Regions from separate parts of the Gossypium hirsutum genome. Here region 2 is linked to region 1. The links are chromatin contacts, called in public Hi-C maps. All regions are on one chromosome and are shown on one strand. Each heading gives the region's core, a stretch centred on a gene start, on an enhancer-like site or on the middle of the called end of the contact. The rest is flanking DNA. Distances are from core to core; before and after follow the strand shown.

What was found. Hi-C and Micro-C count contacts between places; a contact is called where the count stands out from the background.
Region 2: a Hi-C map of leaf shows a contact between it and region 1, with 1.8 times the contacts expected there. The contact joins the promoter of LOC107954270 here to the promoter of LOC107954272 in region 1. A contact is called at or near these places in 2 of 34 Hi-C or Micro-C datasets (both in leaf).

What each region holds. Positions count from the first base shown.
Region 1 is chrD07:19,986,449-19,991,749 of Gossypium_hirsutum_v2.1, forward strand. LOC107954272 (serine/threonine-protein kinase UCNL) reads left to right here and starts at 1,948. Exons shown (of 1, transcript XM_016889780.2): 1 at 1,948-3,512. The coding sequence starts at 2,131. The coding sequence ends at 3,363. LOC107954273 (a long non-coding RNA gene) reads left to right here. Exons shown (of 3, transcript XR_001699473.2): 1 at 1-62; 2 at 167-253; 3 at 634-859.
Region 2 is chrD07:20,115,980-20,121,734 of Gossypium_hirsutum_v2.1, forward strand. It overlaps LOC107954270, which reads left to right and starts at 2,443. Exons shown (of 12, transcript XM_016889779.2): 1 at 2,443-3,616; 2 at 4,826-5,028; 3 at 5,098-5,295. The coding sequence starts at 3,103.

The sequences.
Region 1 (5,301 bases), core at 698-3,197:
TTTTATTCAATATCGATGGCTGCTGCGATTCAACCAAAGACTTGTAAAATCTTTCAAATCAAGTCTTTCCTCTATCTCTATCGCTCTTTCACTTTTCTGGGATATTTTCCCTTTTGCGTACAGATTGTGAAATGAAAACTTTTTTTTTTTTGGTCGTTTCTTGCAGGGGTTGTTTCAAAGAAGATAGGTGAGATTGGTAGAAAAACATGGTTCGCATTAGCTGCATCCTTTTCAACCCGTCCAGTTTTAGAGTGTAAGAAAAGCAGGAAGAGTCCCTGTGATGATTCCCCCGACATTGTTAGACAGTATCATAAATTTTGTTTCTTAAATGTCTTGATTTTGAACTAGTTTAGGAGAAGCCCTGAAAACATAATTACTATGAATTGAGTTGTTGTATTGGAATCATATGTTTTGATGGTTAGATGATGTTCTTGACTTGATAATTAGATTTTAAGTGAAAGAGTATAACCTCAAACACACCTGTATGTATTGAAATGGTTGTCTCAGATGTTTAAATCTTGGTGTGAAAGAATATGCATAGAAGGTACCCCTCAGAGTATGAAGAGAGATATGTGGAAATGGTTAACCACAACAAAAGGGTTCTGAATCAATTTTGTGGTCTGACTTCTGCAGAGGTGCCCAAGCCGGGAGCCTGGAAGAAGTAGAGAATCTGTTGAAAGGAGCAGGGCAAGAGCAATGAAGTTGGGACTGATTGATAGAAAAGAGAAGATGAGTTCCAATGAACAGCTATGGTTTAGGACCTAATGAGTATCATCTTAATAATATGCTGTTTAGTTTGACGTGTATTTTGATGTTTGGATGACTTGTTGCTAAGGTTATGCTATTTTATTTATGATCACTACTGCACCAAAACACCATGCTTTTATATAACCGTTAAACTTAGTCTGATATTTTTGCTATTTTTAAAAAATTTTAATTAACGTATTTAACGAAATATAGAAATAAATCTTTATCAATTGAATCATTTATTTAAAATATAATAAGATTAAATATGATATATTTTATTAATTATATGAAATATTTTAAAACTTTAACTAAAAAAAATCAAATTAAAACAACTAAAGTTAGGGAACATGTTGCTATTTTAGATTATACACATGTAAAAAGGATAGATAATCCGTATAAAAAATATATTTTTAGAGATTTTGATTTTAATATATAGAAAATAAAATTATAAATATCCTTGGAAAAAAAATTAATGAATAAATAACTTGTGATGTATTATATTAAATGCATTTGGTGTAGTGATGCATATAAAATTTGTATTGTTAATTATATGTATATATGAAATTTTGATTTAATTGTATATATTTAAAAAATCTGAATATATGTATATTTATTTTTATATTAGATTAATATAATTATTTGCGTATATAATATCCCATGTAAAATAGTGCTAATTCGATAATCTGTTAGTAATTTTTAAAAATTAAATTAAATGAAAATTTTATATATAAAATCGCACAAAATTAAAGTTCATGCATAATATTGCATAGGCATAATGACTTATTTGACCCTCTAACTTAATAAAAAAATTATTTTAACCATTCATTTAATTTTTCGTCTTTGTTAAATCACCCAAAAAGGATAGAATAGTTAACTTTGTTAGCGTGACATACACATGGATGACATATTAATAATTAATTAAATTTTTAAAATCTAAAAATCTAAAAAAATTAAAAAATATATATTTAATGTATTTGTTTTAAAAAAAAATAATTAATTATTATCAATAAAATTAATCAACATTAATTTTATTTATTTATTTTGAAATGTTTAAAAATTAAAAGAAGAGAAAAATTGAATTAAAGATTAAAATAAAAAGTGGATATAAAGTAGATGTAACCCTAAATAATATAAGGAGTGGTTAATCTATTTTGTGCCATGGATTCTCGTTTTACTTTTGATGCTATGTCGTTTGATATATACAAATACTTTGTTTTTGAAGGAAAATATACAAGCACTCGGAAACGAGGGAAAAAAACACATTTTAAATAGCCGTATATAAATGAAACCAAACCATCTAAACATTCTCTCTCCCCCGAAAAACATTCGCATTCTATTTCCTTTCTCTCTCTCCCTTCGCTGTTGCTTCCTCGTCTCTCTGCAATGGAGAATCCGCCAGAGTTAGATTTGGAAAAGCTCAAGGCCATCAAAATCCTGGGCAAAGGGGCCATTGGGACTGTGTTTCTTGTCCACGACATCTCTACCGACCCAACCGCTCGTTCCCCCTTCGCCCTAAAGGTTGTGCAGAGATCCAAACCTGACGCCGACCGTCGAGCTCGTTGGGAAATTGGGGTCTTGAAAACCCTTTCCCCTCCCGACCCTGCCCTTCAACACCCTTTTCTCCCTCGTCTTTTGGGTCGTCTCGAAACCCCCGACCTTCTTGCCTGGGCTGTCCCTTTTTGCCCTGGCTCCGACCTCAACGTCCTCCGTTACCATCAAAACGACCACGTTTTCTCCCCCTCTGTCATCCGCTTTTACCTCTCCGAGATCCTATGTGCTCTCCAATATCTGCATTCCCTGGGTATCGTTTACCGGGATCTCAAGCCCGAAAACATCCTCATTCAACACTCCGGTCACGCCACTTTAACTGATTTCGACCTTTCCCGCAACTTAAAGAAAAAGCCTCCCTCAGAAATTTTAGCCGACGACAAAAAGGTTCCTAATTCTTTGCCTCAATTTCCAGCTCTTCGTAAACATCGACTCAACTTCTTTCGATGGATCCCTGTCGTACCCGATAACAAATGTAACTATGCTTTGAAGAAAGCGAAATCAGCCCGAGTCAGCCCAGTGAGTCGACGAAAGCTGAGTTTCTCAAACGAGGAACGTTCCAACTCTTTCGTGGGCACCGAGGAATACGTGTCACCGGAAGTTGTACGTGGGGATGGACATGAATTCGCCGTCGATTGGTGGGCTTTCGGAATTCTAACCTACGAGATGCTCTACGGGAGGACGCCGTTTAAAGGGAAGAATCGAAAAGAGACGTTTCGAAACGTTTTGACCAAAGAGCCCAAGTTCATGGGTCAACCAAACGCTTTAACGGATTTGATCGGACGGTTATTGCAGAACGATCCGGAAAAGAGGCTTGGATATCACGGAGGCGCGTGCGAGATCAAACAGCACGCCTTCTTTAGAGGGGTCAGGTGGGACTTCTTAACGGAAGTGTTACGGCCGCCGTTTATTCCGCCGAGAGACGATGGTGACTTGACGACAGAAGTATCGCCAGGAAATTTTGATATAAGAGAATATTTCCAGAGTTCGAAGGCTCCAAATCCGAAGTCGATGCCACCATCACCGTTGTCGGATCATAGACGGAACGTTTCATTCACAGAGTACTAACGCAGGTGAAAGGTTCAGTTAGATGAAATTATTTTCCTTTTAGTTTTCAGTTCGTAGTGTACATAACATAAAGGTAGAAGACGATGTTAAAATGGCAGAATGATAACTTGTAATATTTGAAAAATAAAATTTGTCGTAATATTTCTTTATTTACCATTTTGCATTCTTCTTTCATGACGCGTGTCTTCCACGCTCCGCCATGAGGCTTGAATTTGAGGGAGAGAATTACTTCCTCCTCCATCCTATAAGAGAAACCACAAATATGTTTGTTCTTTATAGTAAAAGAGATTCTTGCATTTGCTAGTAGTAGTTCTCCTAACAACCTTATAGATGAAGGGTTATGGGTAATTATTTGATTGTAGAGCTTGTGGAAATTGTCTCATTATGGAAATAATCTATAGAGATAGTTCATGTACCATGCTCAGACTTTATATTATAAATGCCTCAAACAAGTGAATTTGAGATATTATAGATTTTGGGAATCAACCTTAGTTTTGTCATTGCCATTGAGCCAAGCTTCATTGTCTTATATTTAATTCTTTTTTTTTATTTTACCTTTCTTTCATCAAATTGAAGTAAATAAAAATTGAATGAATATTTGATGTATTCTCAAGTGTTGTCCGTGTACAACAATATCGCACTTCATCACTAATAAAATAAAAAATAATGGACTTGTAAATAAATACTAAATAACTTTGTTTAAATTAGACTCGAAATCTAAAACCTAAAACTTAATATAAACCCTAATTCCTAAACTCAAATCATAAACCTTATAAACCCAAACTCATATAAACCCTAAACTATAATCTTTAAGGGTAGGTTTGGATAGACAATTGAGTGCGGTACAGTGCATTTAGCCTATTTTTTGTCTCACGCTACAGTGTTGCTACAGTATCTAATCTCACTGCCACCGCTGTTTTTACACTAACCGCAGGTAAACGCACCGCCCATCCAAACTCACTATAAATCCAAAACCTAAATCGTGAGAAAATATACTAATTATAAGGGTAAAATACACCAACAATCACTAAAATTTGAAAAGTTACAACTAGGTCACTAAAATTTACGAAAATAAAAAAAATCACTAATGTTATCGAAAAGTGACAAATCAATAACCCACTAATATTTTTTATTACAAACCTAATGAGACAGGTGACGTGGCTCGTTAACTAGCTAACGTGGCCGGTTAACTAGCCACGTCGGACATGAGCAATCGAAGGAACATAATTTTTTTTTTGAGAGGGAAGGGACAGGCAGAAAATAAAAGGAAATGGGAACACTGAAATTTGGGAAAAGGGTTCTAGAAGAGCTTTTCAAGTTGTTGCAAACATCATCCATGGCAATAACGGTCATCTTTCATCTTCTGCTTCTGTTTTCATTGAAGCACCAAAGGGTTGTGTAACGCCCTATACTTGACCCGATTTACTAGACTCAGATATAGGATGCCACAAAACAAAAATACTTAATAAAAATTTTACAATGGCAAAAACCATACTGAACATACTTCTTATTATTTATATTCTTTCTAAGTCAAAAGATTTTAAAAGAGACGTCTACTAAATACAACAGATTTTTGAAAGTAGTTTAATGTATTACAACTTAAAATTTTGTTAAACCTACTTAATCATGGCATAGAGTATTGTTCACCATATTCCTACGAGTGCCCCTCCATATGCATAATATCATTCTTCAAACTGCCAACTAGGCCCATTCTTGGCTTGGTCCCTTCTAACGTACTGGTTTAATGCCAAGAACCTGCAATACAAATACATGCATGTAAGTTCAACGGAACTTAGTAAGTCTCAACAAATATTACCTTTAATGTTATTGTTGGATTCCTCTAATTGAAGATTCTAGACTTCTCTTTAGACTTTGATGGATACTTTTCTAATTCCTGGTGAATAACTATACACCCATCTCTACACTTAACCACCTTAT
Region 2 (5,755 bases), core at 1,193-3,692, 130 kb after region 1:
TTATATCCACAAACTATCAAGATTACATCAATTAGGTCTCATGGTTACTAAAACCGTTAATTTGACTTAAGTAACATGTTAGATCTTATATGGATAATTTAAAATAAAAATTTTAAAGAAAAATAAAACATTAAAATAAAAAAAGTAAGTGAAAACAATTTAAAAGAAAATTGAAATGTTGTAGCATAACTTTTAAAAGTAAAAACTAGTTTTGTTAAAAACAATAAAAAACTATAAGCAAAGTTATGCAACAACGTTTTAGTTTTTTATTTTTCATTTTAACTTCTCTTTTTTTTCATTTTAACATTTTAGTTTTCTTTATATTTTCATTTTAAATTAAGAAATATAAAATCTAATGTGTCATGTAACAGTTAAATTAGTGGTTTTAGTAATAGAAAGACTTGATTGATATAATCTTAATAGTTTGGGAATATATTTAGAATATTTTAAAGTTTGAAGACTAATTTATAATTAGGTTCGTAGTGGAACATTTGGTGCAAATAACTCATATCAAATTGACAATATATGTAAACATTTAAGACTAAACTTTTTAGAATTTAAATTAAATTAAAAAAATGTCTAAACAATAAGAATTAAATTTACCATTATTAATTTTATAAAGATGTATTATCTTTTGGTTAACTATATAACTGAAGCATAATTGAGATACTTAACATTATTCACGAGGGAACATGTGATCTATTAATTATATTAATTTACAATTAAATTTACCATTATATTAATTCACAATGTTAATAAAAAAATTAAAAAATTTTATAATTGAGAAACCAAAATAAAAACGATATAGTTTAGTTTCCATATATGCAAACTATTATTTGATAAAAATAAGAAATTTGATTTAATTTTAAATTTAAAATACATGCTTTACTATATTAAGATACTTAACATTATTCACGAGGGAACATGTGATCTCCTTCAATAATTACTAAATATTGTCAAAGCACAAATAGTGATGGTTTGACAAAGATTCTATAACAAACCAACACACATTTACGCCACCGTTTAATGTTTGGCTGCCTCTTTATGTTTACAGCTAGCTCTCTCTCTCTCTCTCTCTCTTTAATGATTTGGCACGTGTGATTTGGAGTGAAGAAAAGAAATCCCAAAAAGAAAATGTATAATACCATATTTAGTCCCTTTCTTTTATTATAACTTTTGATATGGTATATCTACTTTGAAAATGTCTATTTGGGTACTTTAAAGTTTAAATATTACTTTGTTTATAAATGTGGTAGCCAATTGTAGGATGTCATATGCCAATTTCTTTAATAGAAATTTTTAATTTCAAATAGAAGGAACCTCAAATTAAATAACTTGAGAATTATTTTAACCAAAAAATAAAAAAATAAAACAAATAGAGGATGAGAAGAAAATAGATTCGCAAGGTTGAAGGGATCTGTAAAAGAAATAGTGCCAAATTGTGTTTAACTCCATGATTTTTTTTTTTAAGTTCATTACTTTTTTAACTTATACTATATATTTTCTCTTTCTTCGTTATGTATAAATCACTAACTTGATTAATTAATTAATTAATTATTTCAAAATAGATGTTCTTTTTCTCTTCAATATTTAATTTTTAATTTACAAAAGAAATTCCGTCCTACAAATTTTACTGATTCTTCATTAGAAAATTTAAACCCAGTCAAACACCAAAAAGTTCAACACCAATTACAACGATAATATCTCAGTCTTGGAATGGATTCATCTCCAATTAAGGGATATTATTTGGTATAATATTGGTAAAAAGAAAAAAAATTTAATTAAAGTAGATCATTTTTTATACAATACTTAAAATTAGGCATAGTCTCTTGATCCATAAATAAGAAAATAATGCAATCTAACGCACTCGAATCAATATCCTCCTGCGTTAGAAACAATGTTTAAGTATTTATATCTAAACAAAAAAAATTATATATTTTTAAATAATGCATTTAAAATTACTGTTGTAGTTAAATTAATTTAAACGTTGGCAATTAAGCCTTCAAAAACGCATGGATGGCATAGAATTATGGTAACAAAAACTCAAAAACTAGAGAAAGCGAAAAAAAAGGCATAATTCTTATTGTAATCCCTTCAAATTTTTTAGATTTAATTTTTATACTTTAATGGAATTATTTCTACAACATAATACTCTTACCATTGGATTAAGAGGTTGTTGGTAGCAAAATCAATCTTAAACAATTGTTAATTATTAAATGAATATGTTTAAATTCTAACTAAATTTTCTAGCTGCCTTAAGTGTGTACCAATAACCATAAAAGAACAATTAATAACGTCATCAAGTTGGATCTACCAGTAGAGAATAAGATTAAATTTCAAATTCAACATAGTAAAGGACTAAAACCATAATTAGACCCAAAAAATCCAGACTTTTAAGCGAAGGCAGTTAAATAAATGGAAGGATTTCACTTAAGATCACGGAGATTCTCCTTTACTTTGCTTTGTGATTCTCTTTCACTGTAAAACTAGAAATGCCGATTCTGTCTCTGTGTCTGACTCAGTCGACAAACCAAACCCCCTTGGAAAATGACTTATTACCCGTGATAAGTCTCTGACTCTTCCCCCTATAAAATATCTTTGTTTTTCAATGATTTTTTATCCAATTTTAAAGCATTAAAAAAGATAAAAACATTTCTTACCTTTCACGAGATGTCTTTCTAACCTTGTCTGAATGCTTGGGGTTCTCTGCTCTGTTTCGTTTTTTTTGTATAAATGAAGAGAATCGGGAGTCACATGTTGCGCTATGCTTTAAACTATTCCTACTACAATTCTTTTCTTCGATCCTTCTTAGCTTGAAGTTGGGGTCTTAGCTGCTTCTTTTTAGGTTTCTGGGTAATTTGTTAATAAAGTTGCAACCTATATAATATTATTATTATTCTAATGGGGTCTTAATGATTTTTACTGTGTTGGGAATATTCAATTCAATACATTTTTTTGGTTGTCCTTTCTGGGTTTTGGATAATGTTCATTGGTATTCTTGGAGAACGTCTTTGATCCTTGTCTCAGTTTCGCTACCATCTTTAATTTAATTCTACAGAAATATTTGGTTTTTTTTTTTTTGAAGTTTTCATTGAAAGAAAAATGAAGGGTTCTACTCTGTTTCAAGTATTAGCTATTTTATCCGTAATTGGGAGTGTTTTGAGCAAGGAGTGTACCAACACTCCAACTCAACTTTCATCGCATACTTTTCGTTACCAACTGTTGAAATCACAAAACGAGACATGGAAGCAAGAGATGTTTGCTCATTACCACTTGATCCCAACTGATGACTCCGCTTGGTCTGATTTATTACCAAGGAAAATCTTAAGACAAGAGGCTGATGAACTGAGTTGGTCAATGATGTATAAGAAAATGAAGAATCCTGGTAGTTTCAAGGTGGGTGGAGATTTCTTGAAGGAGATATCACTGCATGACGTTAGATTGGATTCAGATTCGATTCAAGGAAGAGCACAAGAGACCAACTTGAAGTATTTATTGATGCTGGATGTGGATAATTTGGTTTGGAGTTTTAGGAAAACTGCAAATTTGCCAACGCCTGGGAAGCCATACGGAGGGTGGGAAGCCCCAGATGTTGAGCTCCGTGGTCATTTTGTAGGTAATCATGGCTTTGCTTCCATTTCCATGCTGTCAAAAAAGCTATTAATTTACTGCCTTTTTGCATGCCGCTGTAATTTATTATTAAATTATGTTATTCTGATGCGGAAACATTTAATTCAACTACTTTTTGCTCATTTAGAAGGGGATTCTCTATAACCTTTAAAAAGTAAATGAATGAATGGGAAATGGAACAGTAATCATGCCATTCTTCTTTTTTGTTTTTGAAGTCTACTCTTCTGCTAGTTTCCATGCAGCAACTTTTGCAGTTAGGTTTTGATAGTAAACTTGGGAGATTGGCGGTTTGAATTAGGGACATCCTTTTTGGAGTAAAGTTTTGGCTTGTTAGGGTTCTCTTTTGTTTTATTTCTCTTCTCTCTTGTCTAAAGGAGCTCCTTAATCTTGACTGGTATAGTCGAATGATACGGCTATAAGTCCAACACGGGTATGGTCAGACATTTTTAAGTTTTTTCATGTATGAATTCTCGGAGATCACATCACCATTCCCATGTGTTGGACACGAGTACTTAAACAAAAATGAAGTCGGAGCAACATAGCATCTAATCCATATACATCACTTGCTCCTTTTCTAGCCTTTGAGCATACTTAGTAAAAGCATTAATTCTACTCTATTCATACCTTTAGGTATCCATTGCAGCCAAAGAAATTCATGATACTACAATCCAATATGTTAGTTTCAAATTTCACTTGGCAGTCTGATAATCTCTCCATTGATCCATTTATTTATATAGTTCACTAGTCTACCACCCCTGCTAAATCGCAAGTACAAACTTTGTTGGGACCTTAAAAGTTAATTCAGGTTATATAACCATTTATAAGCCGTTCAAGATCAAACATTAATTGACATGATCTATGAAGCGTTGCTTTATTGGTCAAGTAAAGACTTCTTTTCTTTTTAATATATCTGCTATGGCATTTTGAGAGGACTTTGTAATATTTTAATTCTCAGTTCTATCTGAAGTTAGATTTCTTCCATTTTGTAGCTATTGTGGATAGATTCTATTCAAGTTCCCTGCCATGTTAGTTGCAAAAATGTTTAGATTCTCCTGCTACCTTGCTTTTGTTTTATACATGGGTGTCGATGAAACTTTAATGTGCTTGATGCAAGTTACACCTCTCAACTTTTATCTTTGCTTTCTGATCATTGATTGTAAATTTATAATGTAAAATTACCTTTCGTATCTTGAAGGGCATTACTTGAGTGCAACAGCTCAGATGTGGGCTAGCACTCACAATGACACTCTCAAAGAGAAGATGTCAGCCGTTGTGTCTGCGCTATCTGCCTGTCAGAAGAAAATGGGCACAGGATATCTTTCTGCATTTCCATCAGAACTTTTTGATCGCTTCGAAGCAATAAAACCTGTCTGGGCTCCATACTACACAATTCACAAGGTAGATTCGAGTTCTGCAGTTTGATGTTAAGGAGATGTATGATAACTTCTAACTTGGTCATTTTCACAGATCTTGGCAGGTCTCTTAGATCAATATACATTTGCTAATGATGCCCAAGCTTTAGATATGACAACATGGATGGTCGAATACTTCTATAATCGTGTTCAGAATGTGATAAGAACGCACACTGTGGAGAGACATTGGTTGTCACTTAATGAAGAAACTGGTGGTATGAATGATGTCCTCTACAGGTTGTTTGCCATAACGGTGGGTAAACCATTTTGTTTAAGTTCTTCAGCTTTTATCTGAATTCTTTACTTCAACAATGTGGTTTAAATTGTCAGTCTTGGCTTGCTTGTTTTGAGTGTTCACTGGCATATGTAAGAAATTTGAAATTTCCATTTAGCACAGTATTCAGAACATATGTGTTTAATCGTGCATGGCATTTCACGTATTTCAGTGATGTTTGACAAATTACTCACTATCTCAGATAGTTAAAAAATATTGGAAAGCTTACTGGGCTTTCAATGCTTGATGAGAAGCAAGCCTTTGAATGTTCTTAGTATGACATAAGCATTCATTTTGTCAGCTATATGTGTGTCCAACAAACTAATCTAAGCTTATGACTAGATAATCAATTATGAATAAAATATGACTTTGAAAGAAGCAGCACCATGATGGCCTGATATTTGCCTAATATGATGAGGGTGTGCTTTGTGCAAACTGT